Linked DNA regions of Zea mays: region 2 is linked to region 1. A link is a contact called in public Hi-C data. All regions are on one chromosome and are shown on one strand. Each heading gives the region's core, a stretch centred on a gene start, on an enhancer-like site or on the middle of the called end of the contact. The rest is flanking DNA. Distances are from core to core; before and after follow the strand shown.

What was found. A called contact is a pair of places that touch in the nucleus more often than the background predicts.
Region 2: a Hi-C map of bundle sheath shows a contact between it and region 1, with 3 times the contacts expected there. The contact joins the promoter of LOC103650196 here to the promoter of opr6 in region 1. A contact is called at or near these places in 4 of 25 Hi-C or Micro-C datasets (bundle sheath, ear, leaf and 1 more).

What each region holds. Positions count from the first base shown.
Region 1 is chr3:70,588,353-70,595,054 of Zm-B73-REFERENCE-NAM-5.0, reverse strand. opr6 (12-oxophytodienoate reductase6) reads left to right here and starts at 3,855. Exons shown (of 4, transcript NM_001112362.1): 1 at 3,855-3,957; 2 at 4,136-4,410; 3 at 4,713-4,886; 4 at 5,392-6,070. The coding sequence starts at 3,893. The coding sequence ends at 5,996. LOC109944823 (a long non-coding RNA gene) reads right to left here and starts at 3,888. Exons shown (of 2, transcript XR_002268016.1): 1 at 3,796-3,888; 2 at 3,400-3,495.
Region 2 is chr3:71,339,557-71,346,237 of Zm-B73-REFERENCE-NAM-5.0, reverse strand. LOC103650196 reads right to left here and starts at 3,790. Exons shown (of 3, transcript NM_001347051.1): 1 at 3,523-3,790; 2 at 479-558.

The DNA of each region.
Region 1 (6,702 bases), core at 2,606-5,105:
TAGTGGAAATGAACATATTCTTCGAAATAAAAAAATTTGTTGCCATTTGTACCTAGGGTATTCATCGTCGCTTTAACCAAAAAACAGAAGCCTGCTTGTGTTATGCACTTAAACAGGATTACCCAATGGATGTGCATTACTTGGTCTTAATATCATATGCATATAAACTACTTCATTTGTTTCTACAACTTAATGACTCAAATGTCAAGGAGATAAAGAGCATGACAAAGAAGTATGTCGTTGTGGTAGTTGTGCGTCACCCTTGTCTGATAGTTTGGTCGACATATCTTTGTTTTTCAGAAACTGCTTCCAACTCTCTAGCTCTCTGCGGGTGCATGTGCTATTGTGTTGTTAAAGATGGGTTGTTGCTTTATGTTCGGAAAGAGGGCTAAACAAGCTGATGAAGGTGATGAATTTGGGACACTATGGAACAAATTGATTGATGCTTACTATATAGAACATAGTTTTCTGCAGTATACTTATGCATGTGACTACAACACTGATTGTTGTCTACTGTGCAAAATATTGTATACAAGAAATATAGTTCTATGATTGGTGACTTAGAAGCTTGGCTTATATTTTGATTCTATAGCCGCTAATTTTGAACCAACACTTACAAATTCATCTATATTCCTATCCTTTAATATTTTCCATGTAGACTTAGCTGAATTGGTTATGATATATTCCATTCTGGTCAAGATACCAAGGAAATCAATACCCAAGAATCTCCTTTGAAGGGTAATACCGTAATATGTCTGCAACATCTTGACAGGTTAGAATCAAAATAAGTAGTATGCTATTGTTTTTGTTGATTTTGTTACTCAAGTTTATAGATTATATTGTGTAGTTAGATGATACATTACCTTAGTAAAGTATGCTAGAACTATCTAATAATCGGTACTGGTGCATCGTTACCTTTCCCTCTTGTGAGGTTCTTAGCTAGAAATTTTTAATTGAAGTTTTTTCTTTAGTTCACATAAGCACATTGTACTGCTCACGTACATTGCATGTGCATTGATGTACAACAAATGTGTAATGTGTTAGTATTCTAGACGTGCTCTTGACTCATGTGTAAATGTAAACTTTTTGGTGTTCTACAGAACTCTGGTTTGTTATAGAGGCTTTAAACTAATTAGGATGTACTAGCTAGGTCCCCCCATTAAGCACAACATGCTCCTCTGCGCACTTCCTGCAAAAGGAGCTCCACATCGGAATCGGTTCGCGCTCGAGCTCGACTGTCTCAGTGTCTGACTGTCAAGAGTATTTAGCTAATTTTTACTCAGTCCTTTGTTAGTTCTACACATGCAATTCTGTGTGTTTTGCGTTCAATGTTTGTAGCCCTTCTGTTCTTCATCCACCCATCTAGGTGTCATTTGGATAGGCAGTGCAAGTGGGATTAGGATATGTGATGATGAGACAGTAACAATTATCATGAATAATCAATAGAATTGGAGTTAGTATGAGTTTCAGAAGTTGGATTGTGGGTTAGTCTCTCAACAACATAGTTTCGAATGGTCTACTTTAACGTGTCTTTGTCCAAAATTTTATTGCTACTTGAATTATCAACCTACTAAGAAATAAAGAATGTTCTATTTTTTTACTCCTTTGATCTATTTGCTAAAATTCCTGCGGTGATCTCTGTTCCAGGCCAATCAAGAGGCTAAGTGGAGCTATGCAATAGTCATGAGTGGATACATATCTAAATCTCAACATTATTTATTTTCTTGTTTTTTTGCCAATATGAAACCATCTCATGCTTGGGTTCATGCATGGTTCTATCTATAACTTTTATTCAATATCTTATGTTACTTTTTTTGCACAACCCAATTAAAACCATTCTTCCAATTGCTAAGATGGATACACGATGATTACACACTTACATTTTTTGGTACAGAATTGTTCAATGAACAAGAAGAAAGAACTTAGCTGAAAGAACCAAAGTAGACAAATCAACTATTTTGACCCAAATTTCCTTTGAGCATTTATTGTTACTATTGAGCATTCCCTCAGCCATTTTATTATGCACAGTTGAACCTTTCGCAATGGACAAATTCATTAAACAATGTTAAAGTTTCCTCTAGCTTATGTAGTTCTCTCTTTCACCATTTTTGTTTCAGTTGGATAAATTCAATAAACAATGCTAAAGTTTCCTCTAGCTTCATAAATTTAGTTCAACGAAATTAGTTTGTGTGAAGAAGTAAATTCTGTTCTACCAAATCAGTTAGTGTGAAGAAGGTATATTTGCTTGCATGTGCATTGTATGGAACAAGGTTTTAGTAGACTTCATTTCCCTAGGAGTAAGGATGATGTAGGTGTGTTTGCTTACCATTACCAAAATGGTGGTAGAACAAATATTTCATTTAAATAAGGTCTACCTATTCGATATATATAAACCATAGCAACGCACGGGCATCTAACTAATATGTTCTTAATAGAGTAGTATATATATATATATATATATATATATATATATATATATATATATATATATATATAAACACAAATAGCGAATAACTTTTCCAATAATGGTTGATGGATATAACGAGTATTAAAGAATTCCTTTGGTATCTATTGATGACCAGAGATCAGACTAAAGGATGCTAGAACGTAGCTTGTATGTGGCCAAGTAAGTTTTTGTCTATATAAGTGAGAGGCACCATCTAATAATAATGGCATCAATTATTAACACTAGGCTATAAAATTGAGACTCAAATTCAAGGTCTTTAATCTCAGTTAATAATATCGATGAAAAATCTAGCACTGTAGCTGGTTTGAATTTATAATTCGTACTAATGACTCGAATTCTGATGGATGCGAGATGCCCAGATCCGATAAGTGACACGTCGTATTCGTGGTTCCTGCGCTCGCTGGTCCACAAACTTGGACAACGTGCAGGTTGTTGTCATCTTCAATATGAAGTTATGAACACAGAATCTACGGCAAGTCAAGTAAAAAAATCCGCTCCTAGGATACTGTTCAGTCGTACAGTTATCAGAAAGGATCGAGGAAATTTAAATGTTTTTATTTCATTTTGATTAGTAAGAGATTCAATCATCAATAGTATTTGTTTGGTCAGGAATGGACTATTGATGAAGATCGGAGGAGAATTGTGAATTAAATCTTCTCTTGCTAGTCATTATTTTGACAGAAACTGATTTAATCCGTCTCAGAACTAGTTTGGAAGTAAGGCACGTAGGAAAAACCTCTTATAAATAACTAAATTTCATACTGAAATTACAGTCTAGAATTGTTTTGCCTGGAAGATGGCAAGGATCCTAAGAGGATTTAACAGGTCGTTTGGTTTCACAGATAGCCTGATTCGGCATGACTTGATCCGGTAGAGGTCCGTCTAGTGATTTCATACGGAATGTATTGATCCTGCATATTGGCTTACAAACAAAACATGGTGATGATGGATGACATTCTTATATAATGCAAACCAAATATCAATGAAGGATCAGATACAGGTTCGGATGGCTCCAGTAACAACCAAACCTGCAATCCAAACACGCTGTAAGTCTCTAAACTAGCACGAATCTTCTCTGATCTTATACAAACAAACAAGGTTCTAATCTTTTTTTAATTCACTTGTAACCGAACAAGCTGTAAACGGCCACACAACATCTCCTCTGACCAAATCCTGTATCTATATTAACGACCTGCGGCCTATGTAACCCCATTTTTTAAGTGATTTTTATTTTTTCCCAAGAGAAATTGGTTTTGGAAAAATAGAAATTACTTAAAAAAAATTAGTTCTCAAACTAGCCCGTAGTGTGTAGAGCAAATGGTTCCCACCTCCTTGGCTGTCTACAAATATATGGCTGCAGCTGAGGTCCGACACCACACAAACAGCACATCTGTTTAGCCAAGCTGTGGCCAACCTCTGCGAGGAATGGAGATGGAGTCGACTCCTCTCTTGACACCATACAAGATGGGCGATTTCAACCTGGCACACAGGTTAGTGGTTATTATATTATTGCATAAATAAATAAATAAATAAACAAATAAAGATGTATGCCTACAACATGCTCTAAAATGGAATCCACTTAGATCCTCCCCATAGTGCATCGACAACGCACATAGGTTCATTCCTTGGGTATCCTTCGTGTGCGAGGATACGTACATGTACATGCAGGGTTGTGCTGGCGCCGCTGACGAGGTGCCGGGCGTTCGGGAACGTGCCGCAGCCGGAGCACATGGCTCTCTACTACCGCCAGCGGGCGACGCCCGGCGGCTTCCTCATCGCCGAGGCCTGCGCCGTGTCGGAGAGCGCGCGCGGGTACCCGGACGTTCCGGGGCTGTGGACCCACCAACAGGTCGAGGCCTGGAAGCCGATCGTCGACGCCGTCCACGCCAGCGGTGCCGTCTTCTTCGCCCAGCTCTGGCACACCGGCCGGGCCTCCCCCTCAGGTTCTCTGCCATTGGCTTTGTGGTTTTCTCATTCTTGTTGAAATCGGTTTTCTTTTTCTTTCTTTTTTTTTTGTTGTTGCATTTTCGCTTGTTCCCCGTGTTGCTAGTTGCATCTCAACACAACCTCAGAGATTTTTTTTTTCTTCTGTTCGCTTGGCTGGCAGCGCATCGTCCGGTCATCTTGTGGCCCCAGTGCCAGTGGCCACTGCTGGCTACAGCGTATGTTTCTGTGGCTGCACAGAAAGCAGGCAATGATATAGCAGTATGGTAATCTGATTGATGGCTGGCTTCATTTTCGACAGAATTCCAACCAAATGGGCAGGCACCGATCTCTAGCACGGACAAGCAAATCCCAGCACAGGTGAACCATTCCGGTGACGTCAACACGTTCGCGGTGCCTCGGAGACTAGAGACAGAGGAGATACCACACGTCGTCAATGACTTCCGGGTTGCCGCCAGAAACGCCATCAAAGCAGGTAAATAACCATCAAAGACCAGAAACGATGCATCTCTGCTAGCAGAGGCACATACCGTGATAACAGTATTCAAGATCAAATAGAGAGCATGTTATTTCTAGAGCCAAGCATCTGAATTAACCGGAAATATAGGTAGAGCCAAAACTTGAATGATGTATGCATGACTTCACCTATCGAAGCTAGATTGACGTGTGAGTGATATATTCCACCTACGAAAGCTAGAATAGTACTGGGCGCGTGTGATTACACCTACTAAAGCTACAATAATTGACGCACTTGCTTCCACCTATCATATCTATAGCGATAGATACGTTACTGAATATATGTATAAGAGACAATCATTATCTATAGAAACACTAATGAAAATTTCAGTGTAATAGCCATTAGACGATTAGAAAGATTTACATGATATCACTTAAAGCCATATTACAAAGTAACTAGTGCATGCATTTTGCAGGGTGTACTACAAAATTACTAACACTTGATCTACTCCTGTGACTATAAGGCTTTGATGGAGTGGAGATCCACGCGGCAAACGGGTACCTGTTCGATCAGTTCATGAAGGACAGCACCAATGACCGAGACGACTCCTACGGGGGCAGCTTGGAGAACCGGTGCCGTTTCACAGCCGAGGTGATGGCAGCCGTCGCGGACGAGGTCGGTGCCAACCGCCTCGGTGTGCGCCTCTCTCCGTTCGCGGATTATATGGACTGCCACGACTCCAACCCAGAGGCGCTCGCGCTTCATGTCATCGACGAGACGCTGAACCCGCTCGGCGTGCTTTACTGCCACATGGTAGAGCCAAGGATGCGGGTGAACCCAGACGACGGTATTATGACTCTCGAGCACATGCTGCTACCGTTCAGGAGGGCGTTTCGCGGGACGTTCATTGCTAATGGAGGCTACGACCGTGAGGAAGGCAATGACGCCATTGCCCGTGGCCGTGGCTATGCAGATCTCATCGCATACGGCCGGATATTCCTTGCCAACCCGGACCTTCCGATGCGTTTTGCCAAGAATGCCCCGCTGAACAAGTATGATAGGAGCACCTTCTATACCTCTGATCCGGTGGTTGGGTACACAGATTATCCATTTCTCGATCAACTCTAGGATGATTGGCTTATAAACAATTTCCCCACCTGGAGTACTATCTTGACCTTAAAATAAAATGAGTGTCACTATAATATTAATGTCGATCAAAGTTTTCTAAGTTTAACTAAATCTACAAAAATTATTATTAAGCATTTGTCAAAGTATCTATACACTTAGTGATTTTGTTCATTAATAATGATACAAGATTATTAATGGGGTGTGTGGGACTGCTCCACTCCAAGAAATCTAGATTCAATCCAACTTTTTTCAACCAAACACCTCCATCACCACCAACTCTAGCTCCACAAAATATGTGGATCTAGCCATAAGCTCTAGATTTTTTTTGTTGAGCTCCAAGGAGGTGCTCTAGAAATCTTTATTTTATAACTCGTCATGAAGTTGTGGGTTAATAACCCGCTACCACCATTTACATAACTCTCTCTTGTAACCTAGTTCGAAGGAAAACGTAGAAGAGCTTCTCAAGGGAGTGGCATCGAAAAGCTGCAACAAGGCATCATTGTCGGCCTTGTAGAAGGGTTGTCATGTGTGGCAAGCACTGAGGCAGCGATGATGGTGGTACTAGAGATGAGAAGGTTGTGGAAAATGTGGAAGAAGAGGCAACTCTTGGTGGCAAAGAAGTCACGGGCGGCGCCACAGGCAGCGCAGATCCATCTATGGATCTTGGCCTCGAGCATGTCCAACTTCCTCAAGTTGGACCCTGCCA
Region 2 (6,681 bases), core at 2,541-5,040, 750 kb before region 1:
CATACATGTGTGTTCTTCATGACAATATCACCAAAATATTGGATTTTGTAAATATCCTAATAAAAAAAGAGTAGTCAAAGCTACACATTAGGGACTGCATCATTGTCCAAAACATCAAGTATTTGTGACTGGAGGAAGTCTAACGCGATGGCAATATGATCAGGAACTCTGCTGCCATATTGACATGATCTTTAGCAATCAAATTCATTTGATTGTGTCCAACCATGTACAAGTTGACAAGAAATGAAACCCAACACAAGATTCCTATATCAATCAACTACATTATACAGTGTGTAGCATACAAAGTTATAGTGACATGATGTTCGCCATGAAATTTGAAAAATACCAAGCATGGTAAAAATGCCCCCACAACAAGGATGCAGAAAATGCAGACATGGACATAAAGGTTACTACTGCAAAGGAACATGTATAGCATCACAAAGAAAAAAGGATTGAATGCCAATGAGAAAGAACTTACAGAAGCATAGATCACTGTGTAGGTGGATAGTGCAAACCATGTGCGTGGCTGCATGCAACAATTTTTCACGATGAAGCAGCCTGATAGACAAGTCAATCAAGAATAAGGATATAATGGTATGACTTTTACATATTGCAATTCGATGATATAGACAGACTTGATGGTTTCTTTCTTCACTTCTTTTGTACCCATGAAGGGTATATGATTACAACAAAATGGTAACAATCAGTAGTTCCATAAACAGATTATACCTAGAACTGCTGAAATATGACTGACTAAAAGACTAACATCAAAATCTATATCAATTAAATCATAATAGTAGTACTCCGTACTATCCAATAATTAATAAAATACAAAAGCGCCACGCCGACCTAGTACCGGAGGCTCCCACATAAGTGGGGTCTGGAGAAGGGATAAATCGAGACAAACCTTAGCCCGCTAATATGGCAAAAAAGAAAAATAGAAAAAGGAAGAAGAGGAATTATATTGTCCTGTTTGGATGCCTAGCTTAAGTCTAGTCTGGCTTCTATTTTGGCTTGGCCTAAAATAGAGTTTGGTGGTGGAACGAGGAGTCCAAAGGACCATTAAGAAGACAATGCTGCAAACATTCGTACCATGATAGGATTGTGGACAACATAGAAAAGTGCAAGATAACAGCGAAGACTACAAAATGAGATATAAGAGTGGTAAAGGGTAGGGCATATGATGATCTTTACCAACGTTTGAGTACGAAGATAGAAGAGAATGACATATATGGCTAGATTCTGTGAGAGGAAGACAAGGGACTTTAACCAAGTTAAATGCATTAAGAATGAAACGGAGCACCTAATTAAGGATGAAACATAGCACCTCATGGTGAAAGAAGATATCAAACATAGATGGCGAGAGTGTTTGATAAATTATTCACTGAGAATGGGAACATAACCTTTCAGTTCGATGACTCTTTTGATGACACCAATAGACGCTTTGTGCGTATGATCCAAGAATATGATGTTAGAGAGGCATTGAAAAAGATGAAAGAGGGTATGGGATGAGCTATAATGGCATCCCAATTGAGGTATGGAGATGCCTCTGAAACATAGCTATCGTATGGCTAACCAAGTTTTGTTCAACCATACTTTCTAGTCAAACAAGATGTCTGATGAGTGTAGAAGTATATTGTACTGATCTACAAAAATAGGAGATATTCAAAGTTGCACAAATTATAGAGGAATTAAGTTGATGAGTCATACTACGAAGCTATGGGGGAGAGTTATCGAGCATCGTCTGAGTGATGACTTCGCGGCTAGAATAGGACTGCATCAAGGATCAACTTTGAGCCATTATTTTTTTGCCTTGATGATGGACAAGGTCACAAGGAACATACAAGGAGATATGCATTGGTGTATGCTTTTTTATGGACGATGTAGTGCTAGTCATTGTTCTTAAGACGTCGCCTAGGCGACGCCTAAGCGTCCAGGCGGTGGTCCAACGCCTTGTCTCGCCTTACCGCTTTAAAAACCATGGTGCTAGTTGATGGAAGTCGAGAAAGAGTAAATAAGAAACTAAAGTTGTGGTAGGAGACTCTAGAATCCAAAGGTTTTAGACTCAGTAGAACTAAAACTGAATATATGAGATGTTATTTCGGCACTACTACTGTACTACACATTAGGAAGGAGATATTAGTTTGAAAGATCAAATAGTGCCCGGGAAGGACACTTTTAGATATTTAGGATCAATATTACAGAAAGACGAGGATATTAATGAAGATGTTAGCCACATAATCGAAGCAGAATGGATGAAGTGGCGTTAAGGATCTAGCATTTTATATGACAAGAGGGTACCACAGAAGCTAAAAGGCAAGTTTTATAGGTAGACGATTAGGTATACTATAGGGGTGTTTGGTTTGTAAGGACTAATTTTTAATCCGTTCATTTTATTCCATTTTAGTTCCTAAATTGCCAAATATGGAAACTACAATGGAGTTTTAGTTTCCGTATTTAGCAATTTAAAGACAAATGAAATAAAATAAGGAACTAAAAATTAGTCCCTACAAACCAAACGCCCCCTATGTTGTATGGTGCATAATTTTAGCCTACCAAAAGATGACATGTTCAGCAGACAAGTATTGCGAAAATACGTACGTTGCATTGGATTTGTAGCCATATAGAAGGGATAGACTCCAAAATGATGATATATGTGATAGGTTAGGGTAGCACCAATTGAAGAAAAGCTTATCCAACATCCATTGAGATGGTTTGTACATGTCCATAGTCACCAATGCGTAGTGGGATCCTAAGGTGTGATAACAATGGAAAGAGAAAGACAAAAACTTGAAAGGGTGAACTAAAGATTTAAGCTTGAATATGAGTGCATGAAAAATAGTTATCTATGTGTCCAAACCTTAAATGGTGGGTTATATTGGGCTTTTTGACTCTACCCTACCCTAGCTTGCTTGGGAATAAAAGCTTTGTTATTGTTGTTGCTGAGATAGACAGGCTAGCTGCAGGCAAGAGCTAGGTGTTTGGTTGCATGACTTAGGCTAACCTGTTCTGCGAAGCACAGGTTTGGTTGCCCACTGAGTTTAATTGCCTCCTCTCTCCAATGGTGATGTTACCCTGAGAATTAAGTCATTTTCCGAGGACTAAGGTCCAAGAAGAGTGAAGAGAGGCTGCAGAGGAGAAAAGTGTGTGGAGTTCCTGGAAAATATGACAGCGTGCTAGATTCCTTAACAGAGGGTTATTTGGGTGAACTGAGACCCGTCAGTTGTATATTTCTAAAAACCTGGGTTCTTTAGGTGTCAAAGAACAAATTCCCTCGCTGGAGTTCAGACATTTAGGTGTCAGAGAACCAATTCTCTCGCTGAATTTCATAGACAGACTGAACAAATCAGGATTTTCAGTAGCCAGAAGTAAAGGAACATGAAGGAAAAAACACATGTACAACCCGATAATCTTTGCAACAAGTTCGATTTTTTGACGTTAGTGGGCATCAAATAGCCAAATAGCCTTAAGTTAGGGTTTGGGTACTCGGTTAGCCGGAAGGGAAGGAAGGGTCGGGAATACCTGGTGAGTGCTCGTCACCAGCGAAGAGACCGGCGAAGGCCTCGGCACCCGGCGTAGGGCGGCGGCGGCTGCAGTAGCCCACCCAGTCGTCGCAGAGAGAGAGCGCGCAGGCGGGGTGAAGGTGAACGGATGCTGCGGACGGCGGTAGACTAGTCCGTGGTTGCTTGGTCAGGGGTAGCGCACCCGCAGGGGCCTCCAGTGTTCTGTCAGGGCAAACGCACCCGCAGGAACCTCCGGTGGCGGAGGTCTGCAACACAGAGTGCGAGGAGGGAAGGAGGTTGGAGCCTTGGAGGAGTGGGTTTCCTTCTTTTAGACGAAGATCGCGGCAAAATTTGCCACCGCCCCATTTGAAATTTTCAATTTTGCCATAACTTTTGCCCCTAGAGTTGCTAACATTTGCTAAATTGCCATCCAGTTTGCCTTTGATTGAATCGTCTATTTACGTGAGTGCCATTAGATTCATGGTTTTGTGCCTTTGGAAAGATAGAAAAGGTACTCCGTTTGTCCCAGAATAAAATTTGTTTTAGTTTTTTAATGGATTCATACAATACTAATTTATATGTTCAATATATATTCTATATTCATTATCATCTAATTAAATATAGACATAAATTAAGAACTAAAACGAATACTATTTAGGACGGAGGGAGTATATCTATAGTGTTTGGTATATCTCTTTTCCGCTCCAAAGTAGTTCTGCTGTAAAACTCTGAAGTTGTGGCCACCGGACCATGCATATGGTTGTGTAAAATATTGTTTTATACTGTTTTATACTATATGCTACAGTGATTTTACAATGGAGTTTGAAATAAGACGTGTGATAGGTAAGGTTGTTGGAGATAGCAAAAGGAACAACAAATGAGTTACTCTAAAAAAGTTATACTATACCTTCTAAAATTCTATAGAGTTTACAACTTTAGACTTAGGATATTTCGCTCGCTCTGACTAGCTTTTTTAAAAATTTTGTTATAGAATCATGATAAACACTCCTTACTCACTCAAGGATATGGCAAATCCTATTATTTCGTTGTTTCTAAAAGATGTGTAAATTAGAAAACGTATTTGATAACAATTGTATTAAGTGCAATTTTATATATTTAAATTTATATCTATCTGATCTGAATAATATTATTGCTCACCATTTGTGAAGTGAAATATTTTCTAGGTAAAAGTACACCTTATATAGTTATACTGATGACTAATGTGAGTATTTTGCAAAGGTGTCAACTTGTCGACTTTCACCTCATGTCTCTTACCAATCAGTAAAAACTACCATTAAATCGAGTTTTTATTTCCATAAAAAAATCTTACAAATTATAGATATACTTTGTTATATAGTCTAGCAATATATCAAATTTTATGTTCTAATTATTCTATATCAAAAATATAAAAATGAAAATTATATTATTTTTAAACTTTTATATTAGATAGAATTTTCTCTACTTTATATCATTTAACATAGGACGAACTAGAAATAAAAATTTAACATATTAATAGAGTAAATAATAAAATATATTTGTACATTTTATATAACTTTTTTTAGTTTTATTGTATTAATTATATGAAAACCCCAATTGTACCATAATGCTTGTCCTTCCTATCTTTCTGCGACGACCTTATGATTGAGGGGAGGTGGGTTGACCCTCAACCTTCTCTAGTAGTACGACAGTTCTAGAAGTTTTGTAATGTTTGTGAGAGGAAGAATGGGATTAGAGATGGTAATGGGTCACGTGGAGTAAGAACTCGTCTACGATCATACTCTTGAAGTCTATCTAAATTTGTTCGTGATCATATCTGCGGGTGCAATTCTAAACCCGCACCCGAACTTGTCGGGTTTCGGGTCACCCGCGTATATTTTACTCAGTGCACAATTTTAAACAATAATTCAGATATAAGCAATTAAGTACCAGTTATAATTCAATGATATCTAAAAAATTTAACTTTTTAAGACTTCTCACGTTGAGCAGCAACAAAAATATTTCATGGATCTTTAGCTAAGTTACTTATTCAAAGTAATTACTATTGTATCTTAATTATTTTTGTGTAAAATAAAAATAAACCTAATTTCGAATCGGGCGTAGGTCACCCATTGGTTGGAATAGAAACCCACTCCCCGTGAAACTTCGAGTCGGTGCGGGTGCATCCATGGTTCAAAATCTTCACCCATATTCACACCCGTCTGGGTGGATACCTGTGGGGATAGATATCCTCCGAGTCCTCATGAACACAGAAACACAACGTGGGCCATCTAATGGGCCTCCCGATGGTGTGGCTAGCGAGACAGGCCATCGGGCCACTATCAGGCCTGGCGAGCTTGATCCAAGAAGATGAAGACCGGACATCCGAGTTATGTGCAGACCGAAGCGTTGATATCTCGAGCGAAGAGGTTGCGTACACATGAAGGGCTAAACACTCGGTGTTAACTTGGCTAAGGAAGCGATTGAATTCCGGATAAGTAGGAATACATGCCACGATAAAGGAGGAATTAGGTAGAATGAATAGTGATCACAACTTGTAAATGGATAACCCTCTAGTCACCTATATAAGGCCGAGGGGTACCCCTACGAAAACATCTCATGACATCTCTCATCTACCACATCCTAGCACCACTCCAAAGCTCATTAGCCCTCTCGAAGCAACCACAAGCTACTAGATCAACAGGAGAATTCATCTTCCACCACCCTCATCTCATTTGTAATACGTATACTCCAGTGTAATTCCAACATACAACCTTAATAGGAAGTAGGGTGTTACACATTCTTGCGGCCTGAGCCTGTATAAACCCTTGTGCAATCCGACGTGCTCCTGCACGTACCATCGAGTCGCAGTCAACAACGTCGTCCTACTCAAAAGCATCACATGGAGAATCCCATGGTGCGTGGTCGGGTCATAAACACTGACAAGTGGCGCGCTAGGTAGGGGGTGCGACGTTGATACACGACAACTCCATGGCTATCATCTTCAACATCACGGTCACCTTCAATGCTGGGGAGATCTTCCGCTTTGGATCCCTCTCCTGCATTGTAGATCAAGAAGGCATCCTGCACCGCATTGTTGACCCATCCAAGAAAAGATCTCTGATGGCACCAAATGTGGGGGCAGGCTCGTCTCACCTGTAACACCCTGAATTTGGGGTATAAAATTTCTTTCTAATTATCA